Regions from separate parts of the Danio rerio genome. Here region 2 is linked to region 1. Evidence: chromatin contacts called from public HiChIP or PLAC-seq data. All regions are on one chromosome and are shown on one strand. The core of a region is the stretch at or near the end of the contact, and the rest is flanking DNA. Distances in the headings are between cores, read along the strand shown.

The links. HiChIP or PLAC-seq counts read pairs in DNA pulled down with a chosen protein or histone mark.
Region 2: an H3K4me3 HiChIP or PLAC-seq map of gastrula embryo shows a contact between it and region 1, with 6 times the contacts expected there. The contact joins the promoter of septin15 here to the promoter of ccl33.2 in region 1. A contact is called at or near these places in 1 of 18 Hi-C or Micro-C datasets (hematopoietic stem cells) and 3 of 4 datasets of contacts at active chromatin or transcription factors (caudal fin, embryo and gastrula embryo).

The regions. Positions count from the first base shown.
Region 1 is chr25:13,732,583-13,737,213 of GRCz12tu, reverse strand. It overlaps ccl33.2 (chemokine (C-C motif) ligand 33, duplicate 2), which reads right to left and starts at 1,967. Exons shown (of 3, transcript NM_001128278.2): 1 at 1,673-1,967; 2 at 610-721; 3 at 299-435. The coding sequence starts at 1,868. The coding sequence ends at 387.
Region 2 is chr25:13,790,212-13,794,842 of GRCz12tu, reverse strand. It overlaps septin15 (septin 15), which reads left to right and starts at 1,830. Exons shown (of 13, transcript NM_001077743.1): 1 at 1,830-2,067. The coding sequence starts at 2,029.

The DNA.
Region 1 (4,631 bases), core at 718-3,217:
GTTAGTAAATACATAAAGCCTTATTCAACTAAAATATCAAAAACAGTCCCCTTTACCTAGAAGCTGCACGTTGAATCTGTCTGATATTACATTTCTTACTCTTATTTCTGCTTTATAAAATAATAAACCACACTGATAAGTCTGATTACTGCACTATACTATATTAATATGAACACATTTAAATGACATAATCTGTACATGTTTTTTTGTTTATTTGCATTAATTGAGCACAAAATCAAAACACTCTGTAAAGTTTAGGAGAATTTGAAAAAATACATTTTGAAGAAATAAGAGGACAGTTGCATTAAGCAGTAACAGTATTATATTGTGCACAGTATTGTGTTGCGGTTTCATTTCTGAAGCTGTTTTTCCATTACAATGTTTATTCATACTTCATTTGGTTTCACACAAAACTGGGTTCTAGGAGTCGTAACCCTGAGGGGGGAAAGTGCAGACTTTGTTCATGAAAATCATACACAAACTATTTTAAAAATTTGCCATTTTAAAGAATAAAATTAAAAGAATGTTTTTTGTTTTTAGGGAAACACTTACACAATGCCATCTTTAAAACAAGTTCTCAACATACATCTTGTTGAGTGAAATACTTACACAATGGCTTTAGTAGCACAGCGGGGACTTGTCCTCAAAGCACTTACAATTTTGTTGTATGGTATTGGAAAGTCAATGAAGGCAAAGCAACAGGTTATAGGAACTGCTGCAGCTGTTGGTGACATAATACAGTGTCATTTATTAATGTGTAATATAGTGTAATAAAATATTTTTTTGCAATAAATTAATTTTTTTGCAATAAATTTGTATATATTTAGATTTGTTTAATATATTATCCATTCATTCCCTCCCATCCATCCATCCATACATCTGTCATGTCCATCTATCCGTCATTTCCATCAATCTAATCCATCATTTTTATCGATCCAACCTTCAATTTCCTCCATTAGTCATTTTTCTCCATCCATCTGTCATTTACATTCATCCATCCATCCATTGTCCATTAATCCAACGCTATCTCACTGCAATTCATAACTTTTTGTTATTTAGTGTCTAAATCGCACAGTCTCATTTGTACATTTTACGCTGTACAGTTTGTCCCACAATGAAGGTAGGGTTCAGGAGTGGGGGTTGTTGTCACACCTTTTTTAAAAATCGTACATTTTTTTTTTATATGACTAAATTTGTAATTAGCCAATAAACTGACAAATTGTAAAATATTTACGTTTCCATGTGAGATCAGGCTGGAATTTTCATCTATGCATCTTGTCCATTCATCCGTCCATCTGTCTTTTTCATCCATCCATCCAACATTTACATCCATCCATCTGTCTTTTTCATCCATCCATCCATTGGTCATTTCCATCCTGTCATTTACATTCATCCATCCCTTATTTATATCCATCCATCCATTGATCATTTAAATTTATCTGTCATTTACATCCTGTCATGTACATCCATCCATCCATCCATCCATCCATCATTTACATCCAGTCATTTACATTCATCTATTCCTTATTTAAATCCATCCATCCATTCATCATTTACATTTATCTGTCATTTACATCCATTCCGCATTTACATCCATCCATCTGTCATTTTCATCCATCTGTGAGATCAGGCTCAATTTTCTTAACTATAATTATATGACAGCAGAACTTACGGCCAGGAATGGAACTTCTGTCAATTTGTCGTTTAGGTTTTGGCAAGGTGGTGGTTTTGGCTCTCGTGGTGATGGCGGTGGTGGCAGGGGCAAGGGTAGTTGTGGTGGACATCCATGGGCAGGGCGGACTGCTCATTTTCTGGCTCACAGATAAGGCTGGTGTGGTTGATGAGGGGAGGGTTGCTGATTCAGTCATGTTATCTCTATTAATGAGCAGGCAGATTAAAAACAAAATTAGTTAGAAAGAAAGATGTAAAATGTGTGCTTCAATTTCATTGACCTTCTACGTTTTGTTGTTTTTCCAAGCCACGTCTGTTTTCACACAAAAAGTGCTCAAAGTTGTTAAACCCCTACAAAAATGTATTTAACATGTTTGTTTAATCACTGTAAAAATGATGTAGTGTAGAATGTGGAAATCTATAATATTAAAACCATACCTTTTTGAGCCCGGAGAAAATTGAGCTGTTGGGGAATGAGGAAAATGGGGATTATCTGAAACAAAACAAAGAAATGTGTGAACTTTTATAAATAAACTATTTAGTACTTTGAACCTTAGAAATAAACACACCGTCCTCAAAGTTTGTCAGTTTTTGCAGAACTCTGTATGAACTGAAGTCACATTTGGCTTTCTGTTTTAACTGTTCTAGCATGAGGTTACACAGAAACTCAGACCTGAGATTTGATAAATACTGATATTCGTTGATGCTCACTAAAAGTTTGCCAGCACATTAAATCCCACACAAATCTTCTGGCTGATTTAGTGCAAAAGTTGCTAATATTTAAGATATGTTTGTTTGTAACTAAGGCTGATTCTAGATCAGGGCTTGGTGGTCGGATTTAAGATAGGGTGACTTCAGGTAAAGTGGGTGACTTTTTAAAAGATGTGTCAGCCTAGATGTATTTCTGTTATTTTGTAAAATTTTAGGTCGAGCTGGAGTATTTCAATTTGAATATAGTTTATATAATGTGTTCTTTTGCAGGGTTTAAACCAACAAACATTTTAAGATTGAGCTCTACAGACAAATTTCTCTTCAGGTAAAGTGGGCCATCACTAAATTATCAAAATAAAATGTGGTATTTGCAGTTTATACCTATAAACATTTTAAGATGGAGCACAACAAACACATTTCTATTCAGGTAAAGAGAGCCATCACTAATTTATCATTAAATAACGTGCTATTTGAATGGTTACCTATAAAGATTTTAAGATCGAGCACCACAGACAAATTTCTCTTCAGGTAAAAAGGGCCACCATTAATTTTTTTTTTTTTTAAAGTGTTATTTGCAGTTTATACCTAAGATTTAGCACAACAGACAAATTTCTATTCAGGTAAAGTGTGCCGTTATTAATTTATCATTATATAAAGTGCTATTTGAATGGTTTATACCTAGAAAAACATTTTACGATCGAGCCCTACAGACAATTTTTTTTTAGGTAAAGTGAGCCATCACTAATTTTTAAATAAATAATGTGTTATTTGTATGGTTTATACCTATAAACATTTAAAGATCGAGCAGTACGGACAAACTTATTTTCAGGTAAAGTAGGCCATCACTTATTTATCCTGTTATAACTTTTTTAAAATTTTAGGTCGAGCTGTAGTATTTCAATTTAAATTTGAAGTCAGATTTATTAGCCCCACTTTGAATTGTTTTCCGTTTTTTTTATTTTTATTTTTTTTTATTTCCCAACTGATGTTTAACAGAGCAATCAAATTTTCACAGTATGTCTGATAATGTTTGTTCTTCTGAAGAAAGTCTTATTTGTTATAATTTAATTAAATTAATAATAAATAATAATTTAAATAATTACAAATCAAGTCATAATCATACTTATTTTGGTAAAATAAGCGTAATCTTGAGGCCTTTGCCTTTCATATTAGAAACTTCTGATACCAAATGATCAACTAGAAGTCAACTTATTATTTGTTGTTCCTAAAACTTGGATAGGCAACAACACTTTTGTCAGGTAGTGTACTTACACTTGGAAATGCCCTGCGTGATTTGTGAATAGGCCACCAAATAATAGTAATAATCAGGAACTTTATTTTTTGTATACGATTATTATTATTATTATTATTATTATTATTATTATTATTATTATTAAAGCATATATACATAGAAAATATTAATTTCTTCAGGCTCCACTTTAAGTCTGAGTTGGATGTAGATCAAAACTGTGCTGTCAAGATCTTGTACAAGTCTCATTATGATCGTGTGAGAGCGCCAGAGTATTTCACTCCAGACCACTAGGTGGTGGAAATTTACCTTTTGGTTTGCCAGTCCACCAAAAAGCACAAGAAGAAGTAACCTCTTTTTTAAAATAACATTTACCTAACATTTACCTACTTTACAGGCAGAGGAGGACAGGCAAGGTTGCTTTTTTGCTATTGTATAAGTATAGAGTTTTAGTATTTTAATGCTTAGGTTTTATATGTAAACTTTTTTATTTGCATGTTTTATTGGTTATTTAAGTAAAAAAGAAAAAAAAACTAGGCAATTACCATTTATTAGGCAAATAACAAACTGGCCAGCACATTCATCTTTCCTCAGTCACAAAGAAGCAACAGTCAAAACAGGATTCCACTTGGTCTTATAGTCCCCAAGAAATCAAACTAATCAAATGATTTTGTTAGCTCACATTGCGGTGAACAAATCATCTGTGTATCTTTAAGAGAAAAATAGTTGGCTCTTCTAATCTTTAATTGAAATCTGAAAATGAACTTCCTGTTTATTTTCAGTTAATTTATCAGATTAAGTGGTTTTGAGGTAATGGGCGTGGCTTACGCTCCTGCAACTGTCAGTTTTGACAACAGGCAGAAATGGTGAGGAGGAGGTGTCTGTATAGGTTATAATAAAGCTGCTGTCACACTGGACTTTTCTCCCTGTTGACTTCCATTTACATGCACTCAAATGCGTCAAACCGGAAACGCGGTCATGCGTCAAGTTTCGCAGGTCG
Region 2 (4,631 bases), core at 581-3,080, 58 kb before region 1:
GACTACACAGCATTGTTAGTGTACAATAAAATCAAACAAACATAATCCTGTTGCACTACTACACTTAAATTTGGTTTCAAGAAAACACGTTAAATGAGAATCTGAAATATTTTATGGCATAATTTAAAAAATAAAGATGACTTAGTGTTCAAAAATGTTTTATTTTGATTATGTTTTTAAATAAATTAGTCTCACACATCATATATGCAGATTGTCAACAATATATGTGTTTATTCCGGTACTTTTAACATAAACTGACGTATTAACCATTTGGTAGAGGTTGATTTTTAGAGATTATTTGATGTGTTGAAATAAAAATGCATGGATTGTGTTAACTAGTGGCATTAGGAGTTAAGAAACGAATTCCAAAAATAGTTTTCTTGGTGGGGCAGTTAAAAGGGTAATAAACAATTATGTACTCAAAAAAATTGGATAATATTAGGCCTATTATTATTATTATTATAAACAAAATAGCAAAAGTGAAAGATTGGGATAAATTTGGTTTTACATTCACACATTCGTCAGTGACGCTTTGTGACATGCTCCCTATATTGTTTACTATGGTACTTTGAATATGGTACTCTGAAATCCAATGTAAGTATAACTTTAAAACAACATTAGCACTATTTAATTGACTGTAAATATGCATTTTGATATACATTGGCCGATAATGTGATTGCACTTATTAGAATTTGCAAAAAATACTTTTATGAAATAATAATATTGAGGAGAAAGTCACAGTGTGTGAATATAAAACCAACTTTACCTCATCACTGCAAGTGCTATTTGATTATTCCACTTGAGGGCACACGTGGGCTACTTCATAACTGATTAAAGGAATGTGTAATATATCAAATATGTATTAATTCCGGTACTTTTAACTTAAACCGACATATTAACTATTTGGAAGATGTTGATATTTTAGAAATTATGGTATGTGTTAAAACATGTATTGAGTGTGTTTAGCGACATTAGTAGTTAAAATGCAAATATTTGAAATTAAATTAAATGCAAACATTTTTTTTCTTGGTGGTGCAGTTAAAGGGTTAACAAACAATATGTAGTATAATAAAACATAGCCTAATATTATTAGGACTTTGGTATTATTATAAACAAAATAGCAAAAGTTAAAGGTTGGGGTAAAGTTAGTTTTACATTCACACATTTGTTCAGTGACAACTTATAACCAATGATTGTAAAAATGCTTGTGACATTATCCCTATATTGTTTACAATAATACTTTGAATATTCGGCCAGAAATCACATGTAAGAATGACTTCAAAACAACATTAGCAGTGTTTATTTGACTGTGAACATTAGCCTATATTTTGATAGTCGTTGGCTGCTAATATGATGCACTTATTAGAATTTGCAAAGAAAACTTTTATAAAATTATTTCATTAAGGAAAAAGTCTGTGTGAATATTACATTTATTTGTGTGAATATAAATTAACTTTACCTTATCACTGCAAGTAGGCTACTATTTGATTATTCCACTTGAGGGCACATGTAGGCTTATTACAGTTTAAATGATTTATCTTATAATCTGTTATCAAAAATATACTTAAAATATTTTTCTTTTCTATTTTTTTATATCTACATACTGACATGTCTCATTTCTAAAATATTTGTATTATGAGTAGAAATATCTCCATCGCATCCTTTTACTTGTAACTACAAATACCACAATTCATAGTAGTATCCCGTCAGCCAATGAAATGAGTGGGTGGGTGGGATTCCATGACATCACCACAACCATCCATTTGGTGTCCAATAGGAGTAGATCTCTCCCGGAGGAGGACAATCGCCTTTCATGCTCGCAGCGTTGTAACATTTTTCCCCCGGCCGATGCTCGCATGCCTGTTTTCGTCCCCTGCACGTTTACCTTCCCCAAAAAGCCATTAATTTAGTCCAAGCCCGAGTGCGCCGTAAGGGTTCGTCTTCTGCTCTCGACCGCTTTTTATTAGAGTCGACTCATCTTTTTATGCCTGATCTATTGGGATTCAGAGTGGGTGTTGTCACAGGACAATGATCGAGAGACCCGACTCAGCTGTGTCCAGCGTTGCAGTGAGTACAATATTCATTCATTTGTCTAAATCTGGGGAGATAATGCATTTAATACACACCAGGCTTATTGATTCTTGTATTTGCATGGTGGTGGGCGAGATGATTCCAAGTGTGACTGGCCGCTAATCATTCATCTGTTGTGGCAAGCCGCTTTCACATGTACTGCTTAAAAGTATCCAGCTATTATTTATTTACTCTCTTAATTGCGCTGATAGCGATTTATTTGATACATTGAGGTAAAGCTAGTTTTATTTTACCTCATTCAGTATTTTCCCTTGATAATTTCGTTTCAGAAGAGTATTAGAAGAGTTTTTTGCTAATTCTAATATGGGAGATTATATTACCAGCCAGTAACTATCAATGTACAAAATTGTTAACAGACAATTAAAGAGTGCTAATGTTGTTTTGAAATCATAATTGCATTTGATTTTAGACTAAATATTCAAAGTAGCGTGGGAAACACTATGGGGAGCATGTCATGTATTACTGAATGAATGTGCGAATATAAAACCAAATTTACCTCAATATACTTTCCAGTGTTCTGTAGTACTCATATTGAGGTAAAGTTGGTTTTATCATTCAGTGACAACTTGTGACACAGTCCATTTATTGTTTACCAAGCTACTTTGAATATTCGTGACTTAAGTATTAAGAAAAAACTCTGAATGTGTGAATAAAAAAACAACTTTACATATTTCCGTCTCATATTTCCGTTGTTTTTACCTTCAAATTCTGAGTTTGCTGTCCTGATTTTTCCCAATTTATTTGATTTATTTTCTCTAAACCTGGATTTTTTTTTCTCACAGTTATTTTATTGAGAACATAGACATAATTACAATTCTGTCATTTGAAAAGGCAATTTCTTGGAATAGAATATTAGTTGTGAGATGTAAAACTCTGATTTTGGAGATTTAGCCTACACAACTCATGTTACAATACAGCGTGGCATGTTTAACTAAATTAGATACAGTGGTTAAACTCTGGTAAATAGAGCACAAAAGGTTATTATTAAAAATAAAATCATGGTTAATTTTTATAATGCTGTTTTCACACCAAACGCAGAGCACATCGTCACTTGCTCTAGTTTACTCATGGGATGTTTTTCCCCTTCACAGAAGTTTTCACAACTTATTTGAACTCTAAAAAAAAAAGTTGACGCAAATCAAATGCATGTAACCGATCATTCAAAGTACCATGGTAAACAATATAGGGAGAATGTCACAAGTTGTCACTGACTGAATGTGCGAATATAAAAGCAGCTTTACCTTAGTATTTGATAGTAAAGTTAGTTTAATATTCACAAATTTATTCAGTGACAATTTGTAACACGCTCCATACATTGTTTACCATGCAACTTTGAATATTCAGTCTGAAATTACATGTAAAAAATGACTTCAAAACAACATTTGCTTTGTTTAATTGACTGAATAATGTTGTACTTTGTTGGCCATTAATTGCCAATAGGATTTCCACATTTAGGATTTGTAAAGAAAACGTTTCTGTAACTATATTATTAAGGAGAAAGTCTGAATGTGTGACTGTAAAACAGCTTTACATCAATAGTAACAGCTTTACATAATAGATTCTCTTAACTTACCATTTTGTTACTCATAACTCTTTATCTTTTTTTCATTACTATACTAAAAACTGTCCTTTCATTTTTTTGCAATTCAGAGTTTGCATCTCACATTTCCATCTTTTTAGCTTAAAATTCTGTTAGATTTTGTTAGATCTTTCTTCCCACAGTTATTTTAAGGAGAATACAGACACTTAATTGCAATTCTTTAATTTCAGAAGCTTATTTTTTGGAAGAAAACATGAATATTGAAATGTGAAGCACATCAATTTTTTGAGATTTAGGCAACATTACGATACCATGTTACAATATAGCATGGCGGGTTTACCTAATTTAAATACAGTGTTTGAACTATGGTAAGTAGAGTAAGAAAAGATTATTATTAAAATAAAATCATGGTTAATGCTTAGTTCACACCAAATGCAGAGCACTTAATCACTTGCCCTTGTTTACTCATGGGATGTTTTACCCCTCACAGAAATTTTCACAACTTTATTGAATTCGGAAGACAAATATTTGACGCAAATTCCACACGTTCACAGCAAACACACCATGTAATTTGCACTGCACATCAATAATTCGCCTTTAGTCAGGCATTTGCATTGAATTTGTATGAAACTTAGGTCTAGTTTATACTTCTACACCGAGTGATCAGCATGACCCACGGTGCCTGCCTTGGTGTAGTTGTGTGTCTATATTTTTGCACGCTGTTTGTTGATCAGTCTGCAATAACATTACCGAAAGCTGGTTGGCAGTAGGTTTTTATGTTCTTTGTGTCGAGTTTCTTAGTGTGTGTGTTTTTTTTTTCTGAATGCTACAAGTAGCTCAAATTTAATCATTCAGATGCGGGAACCGGCAGACCTGCTACAACTTTAATCATAAGGTAAACACAAAACAAAGTCTCCATCTGAAGCTCCTTGACTCGACACTTGTAAACACTCGCTCCATCGGGCTTATGGCTCTCAGCATCGCCCATGCTCGTCATCAC